2 separate regions of the Mus musculus genome follow, and region 2 is linked to region 1. Evidence: chromatin contacts called from public Hi-C data. All regions are on one chromosome and are shown on one strand. Each heading gives the region's core, a stretch centred on a gene start, on an enhancer-like site or on the middle of the called end of the contact. The rest is flanking DNA. Distances are from core to core; before and after follow the strand shown. Region 1 holds the start of Plag1 (pleiomorphic adenoma gene 1). Region 2 holds the start of Virma (vir like m6A methyltransferase associated).

Evidence for each region. Hi-C and Micro-C count contacts between places; a contact is called where the count stands out from the background.
Region 2: a Hi-C map of CD8 T cells shows a contact between it and region 1, with 4 times the contacts expected there. The contact joins the promoter of Virma here to the promoter of Plag1 in region 1. A contact is called at or near these places in 2 of 484 Hi-C or Micro-C datasets (CD4 T cells and CD8 T cells).

Annotation. Positions count from the first base shown.
Region 1 is chr4:3,935,389-3,941,910 of GRCm38.p6, reverse strand. It overlaps Plag1 (pleiomorphic adenoma gene 1), which reads left to right and starts at 3,506. Exons shown (of 6, transcript NM_019969.3): 1 at 3,506-3,697. It overlaps Chchd7 (coiled-coil-helix-coiled-coil-helix domain containing 7), which reads right to left and starts at 3,023. Exons shown (of 5, transcript NM_181391.4): 1 at 2,780-3,023; 2 at 2,385-2,532; 3 at 600-665. The coding sequence starts at 653.
Region 2 is chr4:11,483,593-11,490,924 of GRCm38.p6, reverse strand. Virma (vir like m6A methyltransferase associated) reads right to left here and starts at 4,967. Exons shown (of 24, transcript NM_001347055.1): 1 at 4,820-4,967. The coding sequence starts at 4,882.

The DNA of each region.
Region 1 (6,522 bases), core at 2,257-4,756:
ATACTGTGTAATGTGTATTTTTGAAAACCCCATAAAGGATGGTGGATTAATATTCCTCATAGCAACAATATAGTATTTACATTGTATTTCTCAGGAATGGCAAAGCCACAACAAAGTGTTGCAAGCTATATCCAATTAATGTCAACAAAAACTTATTTTTGCAACACAATGCTGTCTATAAGATACCTTTGTGAAAACCATTGAGCTTAACATAAGCTAATCCTACTGTGAACCCATGACTCAAGCCAGGCTGTCTCAAAGGCAGATTAAATAATTGCTGTGATGAAAACCATTGGTTGTAAATTTGCTGTACTGTCCCATGTGTAGACTAAGGACTTTCCTTAGTGCTACATATACAAGTTTTACAGTGACAACCAAACCCTGTTTATTCCACAGTTAAGCAGAATTGAAGAACAGAGTCTTTGTTAGGCACATTTTGGTCATTTTTAAGTGTTATAGTGAAATAAAATACACTGGCCAGGAATATCTTTTTCACAGAAAAATATTTTATTCAATAACTGCTTAGGACAGATACCCACAAAATTAATATTGGTTTTTCCAAGTTAACCCTCATGACAATGAAAAGCAAAGCACCCTACCGACAAGCAAGGGTTTATGTCAGGATCTCTCAGCCGCCGAGTGACCATGGGCATCTTGTCTTCTTACTGAAGGCAGGCGACAGAAAAACAGGTCAGAAGGAAATGACCAGAAAATGTCATCAGCCCCACAAGTACTTTTAATTTAATTTACCCACAAAATTTAATTTTCAAAGTAGAAGGTACTCTATAGGAAACAATGAAACACACACAAACAAAAGTCAAGTTACTGCTTACTTAACATTCTAAAAAGCCATAGTTAAAAAAACAATGAATGAATTTTTCAATTCCCTTTCTACCTTCTATGTAGATTAATACTTTCCATGGGTTGAAGGAGGTCAGAGAATGCTACTGTGGCTCAGTAATTTTCCAATTTGAGTCTTAAAAATACAGCTTTGCAAAGGTTTTATCCATTAAAGACATCACATTACCCTAAGAGCCAATTAGCTATTGGAAGTCAAGTCATACACTTTATGAAGTCAGCCAATCAGTCATGGTCAAGTACAACTGCTCTTCAAATCCCAGTTCAAATGAAACTGTACAATTCTCTTGCAGGGGAAGAGGTTAAAAAAAAAAAAAAAAAAAAAAAAAACACAAGTCACAATTATTTGAGAAAGGGCTTCATTTATCTCAATATATCGATAAGGTATTGATGAGCCACCCACCATCTTTGAAAAAACGTCCTCTACTTAGCTTAAGGGGCTGATCTGGCTTACACACCCAAATGCTACTCTAGTTTAATCACTTTTCTACCGAAAAATCAAAGCAGATGCCAGAGAAATAAGGCAGTATGAAGTACACAACTCTACTGAATTAAAAAACAGAACAAAACAAACATGCATGGGCCTTTTCAGAGAAGTCCAACGTTTTGTATGAAATGTCACCAAAAACAATGTTAAACAAAATAATGTATATTCCAGAAAAGTAATTCAAGCCCATAAACTCTTAAGAAGTGAACATATTCTGAATCAATGGCCATCCAGTCCAACTTCTTCCATTCTGGTAAAGATCGGGATGTCTAAGCTAAAGGAGCCCAACTTTTCCCGGAGATAGAATCTGATTACTCTGAGTCCTTTAACTTTCAGTAATCACCAAATAATCATTTATGCCATGAACTTCATTGAAAATACCCAGCCAGTAGAAGCGTCTTGACAGGAAGGGCACTCAGTACAAAGTCCAACTATCTCTAGAAGCCTTTCCTCTTCGGAAGATAGTTTACAAGACTGCCTCTTCCTGAGAGAATACCAGAACTAAGAAAATCTACAGTCTTCTCTTCATGTCTCCCACAGAGCTCCGCTTGATCGTTCATGCATATAATAATCTCGACAATCTGATACGAACACAATTCACACTGCGTCCTGATCATGAGATTCTGTTGTTTCATTATCATCAGCCAGAAATTCTTTTAAAAAGTATCCACACAAAACAGGCATCAAATTTGCTGCTTCAGGCTATTCCCGTTTTACTGCTTTTTATTCTGGATACTAAATGCACTATAAACATGGTTTTCCTAATGTCACCTCCTTCGTATGAATTCCTGTGTTAACAGAAAAGGAAGAGGAAATGTCAATTTACATGGAGGAGTGTGGCTGAAGGACAAGATGGAGTGCCCTGCTAAAGAGGCCTTATCTGTTTACTTTTTGAAGGTGCAGGAGTGAACAACTGTTACAACACTGTACTACTTCCAAGATGACATTCAGAAAGAAAACCAGCCTGAGGGAAGACTGCAAACCTACAGCACATCTGAGAAATAGTGCTAAAATCTACTCTAAAGGGCAAACTGCTTACCAAAAAAGTTCCTGATTTCCCACTCTTCGCAGCTTTGATCCGCAGTGGGGGAAGGGCACGTTACTGAACAAGTCCAGGCCCCCCAGGCTTCTCAGAGTCTGGTCTGTGAGTGTTAAATCCGGAAACAGAAATACAGCACACCATAAACCTGGGTACAGAGTACCAGGGACAAAATGTCAAAGTACACATCACAGGGATCTGAGAGGTCGGAGACGAATCTCCAAGAATGTAACTCCCGGACCGCACCGCCTTCCGAGGTGCCGCGCCGCAGAATCGGACGGTGGAGGGCGGGCACAGGTAAACACCACAAAAGGGGCTGGGAAGGAAGGGGGCGGCGTAGAGCGGGGACCTGGGGAGGGCAAGGAGGGGAGTGACACAATCCGGGGTGCCCAGACCTGCATGGGGTCACCTTCCGCTGCCCCGGCCGGACGAATCGCGTGGCGTGAGTAGCGGCAGGAGCATGCCGCGCCGCGGAGGGTTTGGCGCCACGAACTAGGGTCTGCCCTCGGCGCAGTGCTGTCCCGGGCCTGCTGTCCAGGGAGGGAGGGGCCGGAGACCACTCACCACAGGCCACCACTCAGCCAGCACCCGGGCCGGCTGCAGTTCCAAACACGTCAGTGGCTCACGCAGCAGGACCTTAAGTAGCGCGCACCCCAACGTGCTGCCCCCGCGCCCCCCGTTCCAGCTTGTCCAATCCACGCACGCCGCTGCCAGATTGACAGGCGCGCGGAACTCTGTGAGGTTGGGGCGGGCTCAGTTCGCTCCGCCCCCGGGCAGCGGGAGGAGGGCTCAAGCAGGAGGAGCGGGTGGGACGGCGTGAGACCCCGCCTTCTCCCCGCCCCACCGCGCCCCCCGCCCTTCAGCATCGCTCTTACCACTTCGGCCTGATGGGCAGCCACGTCAACCAATGAGCTCATCTGGACCCGGCGGCGGCCGCTCGGACTGGCCAGGCCCTGGGCGGAGCGTGAGGAGGGCGGGCACCTCGGCGGGCGGGGGCCAGGGCGGGCCGGCGGGCGGGCGCGGGGCGGGGGCGGGGGCGGCGGCCGAGCGGGCGGGGGGGGGGGTGGGGGGGGGTAGGAGGCGGCGGTGGGCGCGACGTCGGCGGCTGCGGCGGCGGCGGCGGCGGCGGCGGCAGCTGCAAGTTGAGCTGCAGGGGCAGCGCATACACTACAATGGCTGCTGGAAAGAGGCGTAAGGAAACAATTTCCAGGCCCGCCGCGTCCAGCCCGAAATATGAGAAAAAAATTATTAGAAATTCCGCGGGCGGTGTAAAGGCGGCGGACGGGCCGGAGGGAGGATGTTAAAGCTCCGCGGTGAGTTCTCCGGGGGTCCGGGGCGGCGGGGAGGCGTTTAGCGGGAGGAATATCAGGGTTATTTAAATTATGGGACTAGCCGAGGGGGCAGAGGAGCCGCGGCGGCGGCAGGAGGAGGAAAAGTTTGTGCTACTCCCAGCCCCTGCTCAGGACCCCAGAGAGAAAAATAATAATAAAAAATCAAATAAAATCGTGCGGCGGGGCTGCAAGGACTCCCGAGGTCGCTGCTGACAGGGCAGGGGGCGACGCGACTGGGGACCCGAAGGTGAGGTCGGTGGGAAAAAAAAAACCCTTTTATTCAGGGTCTGGAAAGTTTGAAAAGTTTTCCTCCTCCTCCTCCTCCTCCTCTCTGGTGCTGTGAATATTGTGACAGCGGCAGCGGCAGCAGAGAGAGCGGAAGACATTAGAGACCCGAAAAATAAGGGAAAAATTAATATAAATTCGGTTTTGAGAGGAAACTCTCCGCGTTTTCCACCAAAACATCCCGGGGGAAGGTCGCTTCCCAGAGGGCCTGGCGGAGACCCGCGGTCGGCAATATTTGGGGGGTACTGGGAGTGACTTGGGGTAACTTTGCCCCCTTTTCCGAAGAGGTTTTTCTTTTCTGGAGAAATGCATTTGTTTTTGCCCTCCTGCCCAGGTGGGAGAGCCGAGTCGGGGTGCGGGGTCCGCGGGGCGCCGGACCCAGCCGGGTGGCGACGGGGGCGTAGGGGGAGGGGGTGCTAAATGAAAGCAGGAGATCGGGACGGAGCAGGGACAGCTTGTTGTCAGTATCATAAACAACCAAAATGGAGGGAGAACTCAGGCATATAACCAAATAAAAATTGTTAAAAAATCGCAAAAAATCCCTAAAAATCCGGGATGCGCCCCCCTTTCTCGCCAAAGGTAAAAGTGTGAACCGCCTTTCCCCTGAAGTCCATTTGGACTTTGCAGGGACCAAGGAGTTAATATTTATTTATTTTTTAAAACTTTCGAAGGGCAAAAGCCTTTTATAACTCCACCGACAATGAGAAAACGTGAAAATCCAATGCAAGAGAAGCAGGGGGAGGGAGGGGGAGGTGGTAGTGCAGAAACTACTAAACTTATTGGTAATGTGGACTGATCTGAGATAAGATAAACACTATATTTGCTATTTTATAACTCCCTTTTAATGATCTGTGAGGAGGTTGCTTTTTGGGGTAGGAAAAAAAGTGATGCCATTTTCTTAATAGAGTTAATATGTGTGATTGGAAGAATAAACCTTTCCGGCTTTAGATTGCATTTTCGTCGCATTTATGCCTCGGGTTTTGTTAGTGGCTCCCTCCTTTCTTTAAGCTGGGCTCTCCAGAGGAGGGGTGGAAAGGTGCTGTTGCCCAGAGAGACTGGAGGGCAAGACTGGCGAACCTTCTGGGGAGGGGTGGGGAGTTGTTTGGTTTCTCCCTTCCTGGCTCGTTTGCTTCACCTGTTCGCCCTCACTAAGGAATGTTGGACTGAAGTTTTCTGGTTTTATGTATATAAAAGGATGGTGCCTCTTGCATCACATTGATGTTAGTGGGAAAGTGCTGCTGATGTTGGTTCCACGTGGGATCTGGGACAGAGCAGGGCATTTTAAAGGGACAGCTTCTCTTTTCTTAGGGTTTTCATCACCTATGCAGACTTACAGAGGACCAAAGTCAGAGGTGCTGGAAGTGTGTGGTGATGGAAGAGCCTTCTCTTTCCATTACTCAAGTGCACCCCCCGTTTAGGAGTGATGGAGGGAGAGGAGGGATAAACAAGCCCAGCAGAAGATGGATGTGTGTGTGGCTTAGTTTTCATCCACGCTGTTCTTTTATGTAACAAGCCCTCCCAGAAACTTTTCATGTTACATTGCTTTGCTCTGGAAGCTGATTTTGGAAAGAATTGTGGAAAAATGGAAAAAGTTGAAGGTGTGTGGTGTAATGGTATAGCATTATTGAACACTTATGAATTCTGTGCAGTGAGATCAAAGAGCCATGTATGCCCATAATGGGGGTTTACAGCCATTTTGTAAAATACCTAATGCTCAGTTTGGCTTCAGGTACACTGAGGACTTCTGGTTGAAACTTACAGGCAAAGTGGTGGAGACTCCTTAACATTGTAAACAGTAGACATTTCTGGGGAGGCGGGAGTGGCTCTCATGAAGACCATGGAAAAGTTTATATATATATTTCAAAATTATATATAGTCCATCCTATGCATATGTTATAACTTTGCACTTTGAAAATGAAAATGCTTGGATATCCTGAAACCTATGGATTTGTATCTTTTCCGCTGAAATGATTTGTGTTTACCAGGAAATGTTTGCTAATCGTTAGCTCCTATCTGCTCTTGTGTCTGCTCTTGTGTCTTAGATGTCCGCAGTATTTTCAAAAGGTAAAATGTGTACATTGTTAACTGTACAGTATTTAAGATTACAACTAATCTGGGATGGAAACTACTTATATTCAGTTTCCACAGCCATATAGAGTTTGGGAAATAAATCTCTATTTTGCTTTGTTTTTACAATTTATAGAAATGGACCAAAGTAAGAACTGAGTTTTTAGACTTCTTAGGTAGTGTTCTCTTTTGCCATACTGCATAAAAATTATTTTGTGACAATCCATTGTGTGTTAGTTCCTGTTTCTAACTGACTTTTCTCAGCACTTTCTGTCCATACCTACATGAAAACAGTATCAGTGACCTGTGAGCACATCATCTTGTGGTTTCCCACTTTGGGAACAACTACAGCTTTCTAAGAAGTCACTAAGGAAAGCACAGGGGCACAAATCCCTGTGAAATCCTGATGCTTGGAAAGAGATTAAAGTCTCAATGAAGAAGATGACCCCTCCCCA
Region 2 (7,332 bases), core at 3,718-6,217, 7.5 Mb before region 1:
TTTGGGAAATATTAATATAAAGAAAGCTGTTATTGAACTAGAAAATAGAGTACATACTAATTATAATAATTGGAGGGGGTCAGATAAAAGAAATTAACTCACATCAAAATACATTAGCTTTCCACTCATTTTCCAAATAGTCTGTGTAAATCTTACTTTAAACAATTTTTCTAAAATATATTGCATTCATGCTAGAGTTTTATCTTGCTTTTATTTGTATTTATTTGTCTATTTGAAATTGTGTGTAATGTAGCCCAAGCTGGTCACAACCTGTCTTTACAGCTAAAATTAATTTTAAAACTCCCGACCCTAATGCCTCCACCTCCTGAATGCTAGGCTCACTGGCACAGGCACCATGCTCAGCTGACCTTGTAGTTTGATTTGTAATACTGTTTTATTCTTTTATTGGAACATCATTTATTTTCTAGTGATCAATCTTGTTAGTCTGAAATCAATAAACCAGACTTAAAAGCACGTAACTGTTTATGTGACGATCGACTGCTGCAAGATAAAGGAGACAGAAAGAAGAGAGAGTTAATGAAGACTAGATCTATGAAAGGGTATGCTTTTTCTCTATCTTACAATTTTTGGTTTTTTTCTTTTCTCTTTTCCTTTTCATTTAAGTGTGTGTGTGTGTGATGTGTGCACCCAGATGCCATGCACATGGATGTAAAGAACAACTCTGGGGAGTCAGTTCTCTCCTTCCCCCTTTCCACGGTTCCAGAGCTGAACCCGTAAAGCTTGGCTGCCAAGTGCTTTTTATCCACTGAGTCATTTGCTCACTCCATCTTCTAAGTTTTCTAGAATGAAATTTACATGTGCAGTGCCAAGGGAAGCCAAAGGAAGCCAAAGGAAGGCACTAGATTCCTTGGAGCTAAAGTCACAAGCCATTGGAGGCTGCCTGCTGTCAGTGCTAAGAACCAAACTTAAGTCCCTCTGCAAGAGCAACAAGTGTTCTTAATCACTGAGCCATGTCCGGAGCCCTAAAGATTGCCTGACTGATTAACTGGTTGATTATTTGTAACTACATATATCTGTGTGTGTTGAGGGGAGTAGGTGCAGGTGATTCCAGGCACCCAGAACTGACCCTGGGTCCTGTGCAAGAACAGTACACACTTTTTCCCCCTAAGGTTTACTTTAGTTTTAATCATGTATGTTTGCACACATATGGCCATGGGGTAGGATCCCATGGAGCTGGAATTACAGCTGTGCACCTCCTGATACGGGTACTAGAAACAAAATCAGGTCCTCTGTAAGACTAACAGGTGTGCTTAACCACTGAATCATCTCTCCAGCCCCATTTTTAAAGGAATCGCAATACAAAGGGGTTTTTTTACCTTTAAATATTTATCTTATGTATCTGTATATTGCCCGCGTATATGTATGTACATCACATTCGTGGTACTGCACACATGCTGGTGCCTGAAGAGGTCAGAAGGGGGCATTTCAGCCCCCGAAACTGGAGTTACACAGCTGTGTAATCCCGGAACCTCTGCAAAAATAGCAAATGCTCTAAACTGCTGAGCCTTCTCTCCAGCCATTCAAACTACCACTAGTAATTCATCTAGAGCTTCTCTCACCCCTTTTAGGGATCCTCTGCGAAAGGTTAATCAAAGGTTAACTTCCCTATAGATTACAAATGTCTTTAGAAGCAACTCAACTTTCTTGTTTCATGTTTACGAACTGCCTCTCCTCCAAGACGTGCCTTGCATGCACTTCTTCCTCCTTGGTCCCACTGCAAAACCGATGGCATCACTTTAGAGCCAGGAAAAAAAAATGTCTGGTGTTGTATTTTCTTCCTGGTTTTGTCTGGTTTGATTTTTCTTTCTTTATTCCACAGTGCCTGAATGCAAGTCAGAGGAAATCCTCTAGAGGCAGTTCTCTCCTTTGATCAGAAGCCCCAGAAACCACACTGAAGTTCTCAGGATTGGCGTCAGGGGCTTTGCTCATGCAGCCATCTCACACACCTTGTTTTTGTCTGTCTTCTATGTCGCCCAGGGAGCCATGAGCTTGTACTTCTTCTCTAGATGTCCGGAATGCAGGCATGGCTCAGAATGTCATTTTACCTTAAGGTAGCCATGTCAGTTCAAAGAAACCACCTGACCTTTTACCATTGCTTATCTATAAAATGAAAACAACTTTCAAAACTAATAGATCAGAGAAAATTCCTTCAAATAACCAAAGCACTGTCCCTAGCTCAGGAAAAGCTCCAGGGATCAATTCCATCTGCTAACTAGCTTTCACTGCACCTCACTCACCCATTCTGACTTTGCTACCCATTTTCACTGACTTTTTTATTCTATGACTGACCAATTAATCTATCTAGCTTACTAATCATATAATCCCCCTGCTCAATAACGAAAGACTTCCAACAAAGAGTCTGTACTATTCTTGAACATTTAAGGCGCTCCAAGACATGGCCTGTCAGGCATCAATTCATACAGCTGGTCTGGGCATAACCTAACAGAAGACTGACGACAGCAGCCCTCCTTTCCCACAATCAAAGAAACAGTTCCCATTTTACCAAGATCAACTTAATATGTCACTTGCGTTAATGAAATCTCCCTTGATATTCACAAAGGAATAGCCTCTCACCAAAATTCTGTACCTTTATGTTCACAAAGAGAGCTAAATAAGTATCAACTAGAGTGTCCTACATCAGACACTGAATACGGACTTTGTTTGGCTGGGAATGGTGGCACCCACCTTTAATCCTGGTTCCAGGGAGGCTGAGGTAGGTGAATCTCTGAGTTCTAAACCAGCCCTAGTTCACACTGCAAGTTAGCCCCAGTCCAAAAAAAAAAAAAAGAATTTTGTTTGGTTTTAGTGCCTTTTGTTTTGTAAACTAAGTTGGGCTTTTTGGCTTTTTTGTTTAGTTTTGCTAGACAGGGTTTCTCTGCATAGTCCTGGCTGTCCTGGAACTCACTCTATAGATTAGGCTGGCCTAGAAATCACAGAGATCCACCTGCCTCTGCCTCCCAAGTGCTGAGATTAAGGTGTGCTTTGTGATTCAGTTAATGCCATTCATCCTCTACACTCCAGTGATTAGGCATTTTGGAGATAAGACTGTAAACTTCACAGGATTCCCAGTGTACCTCTTTACACAACATATTCTAACTCGAACCAAACATTTCTATACCTCTTACAAACCCCTACTCTTCCAAGATAAAGTCAAATGGGATTTTTTTTTTCTAAACCTTCAACCACTCCCGGAGAGTATTTTTTTAACCTGCTCTGTTTTCCTAGGATCCTTAATTTTTGTCTAAGAACGAAGGATAGAAAAGCCTGAAAGAATGACAAATTGCTTGGTAGACTAGTACTAGGTATGTATGCTTCTTCCAAAAAAAATTGTTTTAAGACAGACTCTTACTATGTAACCCTGACTGTCCTGGAACTTGCTATGAGAGTTCACTGGCCTCAAACTCACAAAGATCTGCCTACCTGGGCTTCCCAAGTACTGGGATAAAAAACATTAATGCCATGCCTGGTTCTTTCTTTAAATTTTATTGTTCTCTACTTCCATAAAGATGTTTGTTCTGGTAACAATTTTGCGTTTGGCAGCCATTTTGCGTTTTCTCAAGTCTGGCTGGAATTACATAGCCCAGCAGTCACTCATTCATTTATTCAAGAAAATGCAGCCGTACTCATTTCATTACTTCATAAGAGAACATTTTAAATCTCTTCTCATTCAGATGCTTATGTTTTCCTAGGTACGGTCTAAACCCAGGACATACAACCGAGAAAGAATAGGAGACACTCTACCCTACTTTCATGTTGTCATATTAAGAGTACAGTAGGGTTGGAGAGATGGCTCAGCGGTTAAGAGCACTGACTGCTCTTCCAGGGGTCCTGAGTTCAAGTCCCAGCAACCTCATGATGGCTCACAAGGAATCTGATGCCCTCTTCTGGTGTGTCTTAAGACAGCGACAGCGTACCCACATACATAAAATAAATAAATCTTAAAAAAAAAAAAAAAAAAGAATACAGTCTTCATAGAAACAAGACAATCCCCAAAGAATGACTCTCGAAATGATTAGGTTTCCGGTGAAACAAACAAATATGAGGCTTGTTCATTTACTCTCTCTTCCTCGCAGCCGAATTTCTCTGTGGACTTCGTTATAGTTCATTTTTGCGAATCTTCGTTAATTCGCTACATTCAGTACATTCAACTTAAGAATTCCAAGGCCTTTCAGGGACGCTAAAGTAATTCTGTACACAAAACTACGCAACACCCCACCTTCGTCCCCTGAAAACAACAGACTTGCTTTCTAATGACAGTCTTTAGTCCTTCAATACTGCATGATTCGCAAGTGTCCTCCACGCAAAGGAGATTCTCGTAGATCTGTCATGTCCTAATAGGTGAATTCCTTCCCAAACTATTGAAGTGCTATGACAAATTGAGCAATGAGACCGCCGTTAGAAGAGAGATAGAAGAGGACTTAGGATCCTGGATAGTCCGTACCCTGAGGGCATCCAGAACCCGACACTACTGTCAAAAACCAGATGCCCAAGCTCACGCCTGCATCCCACCCGAAGTACACCTGAGACCAAGGACCCTCCGCAGGACTCAACGCTGACAGGACAAACTGTCAGCAGCGCGACTGACTCGACTGAAGCCGCGGGCCCCAAATCAAAGCCGAGAAAGGCAGGGCCGCCGCCCAGGGCCACCGGGCTCGCACCGGGCTGGGGGAGGGGGTGTGGACCAGAGGACCCCCGCGCGCGCGCGACTGAGGGAGGACACCGCCCGGACGGCCCCCGACTCCGCAGCAGGGGTACCGGAACTGAGGGGCCGTGTCGAAATCGGGTCGCGAGGCCTTACCTCAGCGCTCGGATGTTTAAAAGTATCTAAAAATAGCAGCTCCATAGACGAGTCCACCGCCATGTCTGCCGCGGGCGGGGGACCGGGAGATGACTTCCGGGGCAGCTCTCCAACCTCCCAGGCCGAGGCTCCAGCTAGGGGGAAAACTGCAGTACTTCCGGTAAACAGGACGCTGTCGTCTCAAGCCTCCACCAATCCCATCGCAGCTTGCTGACTTAAGCCGTAAGCCCCGCCTCCTCCAGCGCGGCGGAGGGCGCCTTCTGCGAGCCCAAAGGGGCAGGGAAAAAAAAAAAAAAAGAGGGGCGGGGACTACGGTGTTTGCAGTGGTCCAAATCCCGTGGTTCTCCGGAGTAGCGGAGCCACGACGCCTGCGAGAGGCGATGAGTTCTAGAAGATAGGAAAGTGTGCCAAATCTAGACACACGGCACCGTATGCCTCCCACGAGGCATGCTCTCCAAACAAAACCATGCAATGAGGGAATCTGAAAAGACACTGTTTTCAAAGAGAAGAAAAGAGCACACACAAGGCCAGCCAGGAGTTGAATCCCAGCTTGAGCTACATGAGACCGTGTCTCAAAAAATGAGGGAAAGGGAGAAAGAGGGAGGGAGACAACTTGTCTCAGCAAACGAAAGGAAAATTTTCTCGTTTATGAAAATGTTAAATATGATGAATAATCCCACGAGCTGATTATGAGGATTAATTCTTATAAGGTTCAAAAAGGTATATAAATGAAACGTCACGAATATAAGAGAGAGCACAAAGTCTATTTCTGGCTGACAAGCAGTCTGCCAATTCCAGCATTTAAAGGACAAAGGAAGAGTTTGAGCTTCAGACCAGCCTAGACTACTACTCCGTGAGACCCTGCCTCAAAATAAAAAGTGTGTTTGTTTTAATTTTATGAATAGTTTCTCTGTCAAGTGCTGGACACTTGAAACTATACATAGTCCTAGGGAGTGTTAAGAAGGAATTTTTCTCTATTCTGGTCCTCTCAGGAACCACCCATCAAGACACAAAGTTGTAGCAAAACAAAAGCAGATCAGCAAAAGTAGGAACAGGCCATCAGGGAGAGAGTGGGGTGGATCAGCTCAGTGCCTAGGCTATCTCCCTCTCAGGGTTTATATAACTGTCTCTTTGTCGTGCTCTGCTGAGGAGGCTTAAAATGTCTCCATTCTCCTGTATGTTTGCCAGAATTGCTTTCAACTAGACACTGTCTATTCATTTGTTAGATTTGTTCAAGGTCTTGTATTTGATCTCATGACCTTCCCTTAGGACATTTTCTTCTTTTTAAAATTGAGGTTTCGGGGGCTGGTGAGATGGCTCAGTGGGTAAGAGCACCCGACTGTTCTTCCAAAGGTCCAGAGTTCAAATACCAGCAACCACATGGTGGCTCACAACCATCCATAACGAGATCTGACGCCCTCTTCTGGAGTGTCTGAAGACAGCTACGGTGTACTTACATATAATCAATAAATAAATCTTTAAAAAAATAAAAAAAATAAAAAAAAAATAAAATTGAGGTTTCACACTGAAGGCTGAGGCCAGGATTTTACAATAGACTGGCAGGCTATCTAAACAAGGAACAGGACTCAAGCTGTCTGTGGGATTCCCCTTTTACCGACGTTTTTCATGTCTATCTTCTGCTTAACAAGACTATGTGGGGAGGGAACAGCAAGTAAACGTGCATATTCTTCTCCCTCAGCTAGGAAAAACAAAAAACAAAACCAAAGAAATACCTTTAAGTCTAAAAGTCCACTCATACTCTTGTTTTTCTCCAGTTCTGGAAATCAAACCTAGGATCTTGAGGTTAGGCAAGTACTCTAAAAGGATCTATATCCCTAACCCACAATTTTTTTAAGCCAGTTAAGTAGCCCAAGCTGATGTGAAAATTGTACATCTCCTATTTCCACCTCCCAACGTTGGGATTCCAGGGATGTGCCCTTTTTAAGAGCAGTTTTACAATAAATTTCACAGACAGTATAGAGAGATCCCATATTTTTCTTTCCCCACCCCAAGTCCCCTTCTATTAATAACTTGAAGTAAGATTGTACATATATTACAATTGATCAGCCAATATTGATATATTATAATTACTGAGTATTGTACAGTTTTGACAAATACATCATTATCGATCCAAGGATACAATCTCTCATGAAATAATTTGTAAGCTTTTCAATTCTCTCTTCTTCCTAAGAGATAGGAGTGTGTGTGTGTGCGTGCACTTGTGTGTGGAAATTTTTGTGTGAATATAAGTTTTCATCTCATTAAGCTCAATATTTAGAGTAATCATGGGACCATATGATAAAAGGACCATCTATATAAGAAACTACCAAACTGTCTTCTAAATATTTATCTCATTTTGCACTTACCCAGCATTAAGAGTCAGTGTTTTAGATTTGTCTATTCTAATATGTACATAGTATTAGCCCACTGTCTAATCTTGCAATTGTCTAATGACATATTTATTACTTTGGAAGGGTATTTATGTCTTTGCCACCCATACATATTTGGCAAGG